2 separate regions of the Mus musculus genome follow, and region 2 is linked to region 1. The links are chromatin contacts, called in public Hi-C maps. All regions are on one chromosome and are shown on one strand. Each heading gives the region's core, a stretch centred on a gene start, on an enhancer-like site or on the middle of the called end of the contact. The rest is flanking DNA. Distances are from core to core; before and after follow the strand shown.

Evidence for each region. A called contact is a pair of places that touch in the nucleus more often than the background predicts.
Region 2: a Hi-C map of centroblasts shows a contact between it and region 1, with 2.3 times the contacts expected there. The contact joins the promoter of Alg6 here to the enhancer-like site in region 1. A contact is called at or near these places in 4 of 39 promoter capture datasets (cranial neural crest, hippocampal neurons, maxillary cranial neural crest and 1 more), 5 of 484 Hi-C or Micro-C datasets (centroblasts, embryonic stem cells and pre-B cells), 8 of 115 datasets of contacts at active chromatin or transcription factors (embryonic stem cells, large pre-B cells and stem cell-derived neural progenitor cells) and 1 of 9 other capture datasets (adipose tissue).

Annotation. Positions count from the first base shown.
Region 1 is chr4:99,352,558-99,355,677 of GRCm38.p6, forward strand. No RefSeq gene overlaps it. Among named protein-coding and RNA genes, the nearest start is that of Gm35537, 11 kb to the left of the region's middle. Within about 2 kb of position 1,859, at least 20 of the 459 cell types and tissues checked have an H3K27ac peak or open chromatin away from gene starts, as enhancers often do. A contact at or near this core is called in centroblasts, where this site is marked.
Region 2 is chr4:99,714,039-99,717,226 of GRCm38.p6, forward strand. Alg6 (asparagine-linked glycosylation 6 (alpha-1,3,-glucosyltransferase)) reads left to right here and starts at 1,592. Exons shown (of 15, transcript NM_001081264.1): 1 at 1,592-1,668.

The DNA.
Region 1 (3,120 bases), core at 609-3,108:
GGCATACTTACACACCATGCATGCACACACACACACACACACACACACAGAGGCATACTTACACACCATGCATGCACACTCACACACACACACACACACACACACACACACACACACACACATGCACACAGGCACACTTGCATACCATGCACATGTGCCTGAGCATGCCTACCCAATACGGGCCGCCCTATAATCACATAAATCCAATCTGAAGCCTGCCATTTGTGTATTAATTTTCAGTCCTTCCTTTACTTCTCAGAGGAGCTATGATCTTCACATTCACCTCAACTTGTGGCGTGAATGGAGCTTCTCAGCCTCACTCCTGGACCAACTCTTCCCTCTGCTGATCACTATCTGCAGGTCACCAGGGGAGGCGTTTTTTGTAAATGTCTTCCCTGAAAGGCTTGTTGAGCCTTCAACGCCATTCTTTAATGAGAGGATGAGGGCTGTTTTTCCTAAAGGGGCTGAAGACACATGGACACAAACGTGAGTGTTAAAAGCAGTGGGCCAGTGGTAAATAAATTACAGAGAAAATAACAAATTAAGACGTTCCCAAAGCTGGCTGGGATGCCATTCATCTGCAGCTTTGTGTCCTCCTAGCCTGGAGGCTGTGCATTTTGGAGCCTTCCTTGTAGCAGACAGATCTTGGGCTCTGCATATGGAAATAAGTACAAACGACTGTTAATTTCTAATGAGAAAAATATCCGAGTGAGCAGTATTCCCTGTGTGGGGCCATCAGGGCCTGTAATAGAAAGGTCTCTGGAATAAAGGGTTCCAAGCAGAGGGAATTCCTTTTAATGAAGCTTGGATTTGGGCCCATTATTCTAATAAAGTGTAATCAATTGGTGCAGACAATCTGAAGGTCTAGTTCAAACTGTGATTAGACTGGGTTGTTTTTTAGGTGACGGGCACGAGGAAGGGAAACACAAGTTAATAGGCTTTTGGGTCAGTGATCCACACTTCCTGAAGCAAGTCAAGAGTTCGAAGAGGGCAATTTGGAAGCTGTCTTAGCATAAATCCAAAGGAAGGCTGTGCTGTCCGTGGGGAGCCAGACCCTCCCTGTTCCTGGAGACAGGCTGAGGGCCGATTCCACCCTTAATCCAATTTACTCAGTCGAATAAGTCCTACTGCTCCAGCTTGCCAACAAATTAAAATCCAGCTTCATAAAAACACCTTGAATTTGGAAGGTATTGGCTGGCCCACTAGACTTGAAACTTCATTTATTCTGGCTAACTTCTCAATTATCTTCCCAGCAGTGGAGATGTGTAAAAGTGCAGAAATCAATAGGGCTCTATTCCCGTTCTATTGGAAAGGGAAAAATTAATGAGATAGGACACTCTCTTAATCAGAAATAAATGTTTTAATTCAGATAATGACATAGTTTTCCCTCTCTGAAGGATGACAAATGCTGGACCGTGCCCCCAGCAGAAGCAGTTTCAATTTTATTGTAAATATAAAAGGTATTGATCGGAGAGATGCACAAACCCCATTGCTTACAAAAGCCATTCAGGGGGACTGGGAAAACTATTAAGCACTGGGTCAGAAATCAATAAACACCACTGAAATGTAGCAGAGGTCGCCCGAGGCTTTGTGGCATCTTTGAAAGCCAAGTGGCAGGAATAGTGACAGAAATGTCTCTTGTGGAACAATGTTGGGGATGAAGAGGGTCAGATGTTTAATCTCTTCAGTGGTTTGACAGGTCCAGGAACAGAGCTAAGGTAGTCTTTCACAGCTGTCTTTGATTTAAATACATGCTGATTCATCCCTCCACAACCCCCCCCCCCCCCCCCCCCGCTGACAACTGTATTTATTGGCTTTGGGGTGCCGAAATGTATTGGCAGGGAGAAAAGCCTGCTGTACATGGGGAGGCAGAGCAGTTTGTGGTTATGCAAATGGGCCACACCTCGACGTCCTCTCTTTGCAAGAAAACACACATGAATGCGCACGTGCACATGCACGCTTGCGCTCTCGCGCGCGCGCACGCGCACGCACGCACACACACACACACACACACACACACACACACACACACACACACACACAAACTCACACACCTTTCTTTGAGCACACTACTACCATACCAACTGAGTCTCATATCAGAACAAATACAAGGAAGAGAGGATGGAGCTCGTAGCAGCATTGTAACAGCTGGCTAAACGTAACATTTCCTCTTTTGGGTTTTTAATTTTAACACTTGCTTTCCATTCAAATGTGGTTTAGGCCTCCTTGTCTTGAGTCTTTTATCATGAGTTAATATATTCACCCACCTAGACCATCTCCTCTGCAGTCGGTCTGAGAAAGTCGGGCTGTAATTAATCAGTTTCTCCCCGCCCACCTCCCAGAGCTCCTTACGTAGTTTTGAAACTAGAAGATTAACCCAGATTAGAGACTGTTCTTACCTCTTGAATGGAATTGGGTGGAACCTTTAAATAACATCAAGACAGTCATTGAACTAAAACACACATTTTATTGCAGAAAACGTTAGCCAAGAAATCCCCAGAGTGGAGAAAAATTACATAAGGGGAGAGATCCCACGCCTGTAGGTGGAATCCATTTTTTCTAATCAGACATAGATTTGGAAGGGTTCAAGCTGCGTATTGAAACTTTTAACAACATCATCTCTGAAGCAGAGACCGAGGTGAAGCTCCCCACAGGTGCTGGAGCTGAGCCTCGTGTTGCCGCAGGCTCTGGTCCCCTCTTGACTCCGTATGATTATGAGATTCGTGGGGTCAGGCTGCCCATCAGCAGGTGAAGTGTGCAGCTGCCAAGGATTTGAGTTTCATCTCACCTCAGATATGATGTCAGCTCCCTGTCATTTTCATCCTCGAGAATGATTTGAGAGCTCTTCTTGTCCCTGTTATTGCGGTCACTTGACCTCAGATGTAACTTCTGTCGAATACCATCATTTTAACAAAGTCGGATAGTCACACCTCCCCAGCGGGGGCTGACCTTTCCATCCTGCCGCTCCCGATTGGCTCTGAGGGTTTTTGCTGCCCCCACTGTTCTCAACAAATGAATGTAAGGCCTCAATGAATTGGCTCACATTGGACGTTATAGTTTTTCATTGCAATGAGCATTTTAAAATGGAACCCCTCTTCCCACTGGCCTGTCCTACAGGAA
Region 2 (3,188 bases), core at 342-2,841, 360 kb after region 1:
GTATGTGTGATCCTGTAATGTGCTGGGCTTCAGACAGCATGTGTCAGCATGCTAGAGACTTCATCAGCTCACCTCCTCCTGGCGGGCTAACACACGCTCACTTAAGTACAGCTGCTTATCTTTCTTCCCCATTAGCTCCCTCATTTCTTCAGCAAATAAAAACGTTCTATCTTTAGCTCCAGCATCTTTCCTAGGTTCTGATTCACAAGTGGCACACAAGTGTTAGTATTTTGTTGTGTTGACATCACATCAAATTCACTACAGTGTAGCATCTTCTTCCAAGTCGATTCCAAGCTTCCCAACACACTACCTTGGGGACCATCCCATAATATTCTTTCCTTTAACCTTGCTGTCCTGCACACTTCCTACATTACAAAGACCTTTACACATCCCCTGTCCCATTGACCCTTCCTAGTTCTCACCCTGGTCTAACCATAACTTTTCCCTCTGACACATCCATTATCACCTGTGTCTGATTTTTCTTTCAAAGCTAAGGTGGCTCATTCAGGAAGAAGCCTTTCCTGACAGTTAATAGTTTACACCGAGTCCAAGTCTTGTCTTAACTCCCATGGACTGTGGTGTGTATACTACTAATGTGACAGTGTGCACTTCATTGTGCTGCTTTCTATTCTTTTTTTGCATGGGAAATGCTTTTTGAAGAGAATTTTGTGAGAGCAGAGACTCCAGTGTAGTCAAACAGGTGAGCTCTAGGTTGAGTGAAAGACTGTCTCAAAATGTAAGGTGGGGATGGATAGAGAAAGACACCAGCATCGACCTTTGATCTCTTCAAGTACACACAGGTAACACATACTTCTTCCCCCACCCCCAATTCACCTCCCCCAGCAATACTCAATATTTGTTTTCACTTATGTCAGAGTTGGTGTCTACAAAATGGCACAAATCAAAAGCAGGGTGTGAGGGAAGGAGGGGGATATTATTTTTGGCAAATGTGGGAACGGATGGTTCAAGTTGCCTGATGGGGCATGTAGTGTCTATTCTGGGACGGAGTTTTTTTTTTTTTTTTTTTTTTTTGGCGGGTCAGGGACAGGGTCTTGCTGTGTATCTCAGGCTGACCCTCTTACTCTCCATCCTCTTGCCTCAGCCTCCCTAGAGGTGAGAATGTCACCGTGTGTAGCTATTGCTGCTCATAGGCTCAACCCAGAGGCTCTAGAAACGGTTTCTCACTAGAAGTAACTTCTCAACTTTACTGGGGCAAGTAGTCTTTGCTTAGCTCTAAGAAAGTAGGCTGGCTGCTGTAGGGCACTGACCCAGGAGGAAGACCTGCCACTCGGGATGAGGACTGGCCAAGGGCTCGCCAGTGCGAAGAGCGCAGGAGCCGCCCCTCACAGGAATCCGTGGGCTAAGCAGCCGCTCAAGCTTTGGCCGTGGTCCCGGGAAAGAGGAGCAAGGGGCTTTCCACCTGCCCCTGACCTAACCCCAGCCGCCAGGCTTCTCGAATTCCAGGGCTTGCACCCCGCCTCCCGCAACGTGGCAGTCTAGCTCTCCCAGTCCCGCCCCTCCACGATGACTCCGCCCACCACTCCGCCCCCTCGCCTTACGGGCTCGCTCCCGTGAGCGCCGCTGGGAGCGCGCGTGCTCCTCGGGCTGTGAGTGCGCAGGCGCATTCGCTGGTTCTCTGCGGGCGCCAATTCTGGAGAGCAGAGGCTGGTAAGAGCCTGGGGTTGCCGAGGTCTGGAGGCGGCAGGCGTCGGGAGGTCCCGGCAGCCGGCTCGAGCGGGCTTCTCGGGGGCTTGTTGGGAGGTCTCGCCCATCCCCGAGATCCCCGGCGTGTGGCTGTCCTGCAGAAGTGACGCGGCCTGGCCGGATTGGCCTCGGCGACCCTGTCCCCGCCGTCCTGTGGGTCTGTCCCTCCCGAGGCTGATGTCCCGAGGGTACCTTAGCAGGAAAAAGAAGTCTGGGACTTGACGGTCTGGCCCCTTGTCGGGATGTGCCTGCTATCTGTGCGTGGCCTCCTGAGAAAGTTGCTGAGCTGCTCTTGCAGGTGGCACAGCAGTCGCCTGCTGTTTAAGGGGGAGATAGCCCGAATGGTGGCACTGGGAGGCAGAGGCAGGAGGATCTCAGGTTTCCAGGCCAGCCTGTTCTACATTGGAGAGTTTTAGGCTAGCCAGAGCAACACGGTGAGACCTCGTGTTTCACTGTGTTTCACACAGGACTTCCGAAAATGTAGTATCCCTCACTCTCTCCTCCCTTCTCCTGCCCACATTTGTCCACCCCGACTACCTTCTCTAGTCAAGTGGGTTCCTGCTTTCTGCCAACCGAACTCTAAGGATGGAAGGACATTGAAAGGACTAGAAATGATCTTTGCTCGCATAGCAATTTTGTTCTGAATAACAAGTGAATGGCATTTCCTCATAAGCTCGTTTGTTGGAATAACATGCTTGCAGAACCATACTGTACATAATTCTACTGGAACTTGTTGCTCATCACTCACCCAGGGAACGTATCTTTTTCTGTTTCTCAGTTCAAATAACAATATTCATTTCATCTCACAAGACCTCTCCAGAGAACCCCCCTCCTCATTAACCCTACCCCCTTAGGTAATTTTTGTTGTTGTTGTTTCTGTTGTTGATCTGTGGCTTTAAAAATGTATGGTTAAATACAATGCAGGGTGTTCTTTCAATTCTTTTTTTTTTTTTAATTTTTTATTAGGTATCGTCCTCATTTACATTTCCAATGCTATCCCAAAAGTCCCCCATACACTCACCCCCACTCCCCTCCCCACCCACTCCCCCTTTTTGGCCCTGGCGTTCCCCTGTACTGGGGCATATAAAGTTTGCAAGTCCAATGGGCCTCTCTTTCCAGTGATGGCCGACTAGGCCATCTTTTGATACATATGCAGCTAGAGTCAAGAGCTCCGGGGTACTGGTTAGTTCATAATGTTGTTCCACCTATAGGGTTGCAGATCCCTTTAGTTCCTTGGCTACTTTCTCTAGCTCAATTTATTTATTTTTTTTATTAATTTGTAGTACCATACATGTGTGCTGGCTAGTTTACTGTCAATTCGACAAGCTAGAGTAGGAAGCTTTAGTTGAAGAGAACTTCAACTAAAAAAAAAAAAAATGCTCCCGGGCTGGAGAGATGGCTCAGTGGTTAAGAGCACTGACTGCTCTTCTGAAGGTCCTGAGTTCAAATCCCAGCAACCACATGGTGGCTCATGACCATCTGTA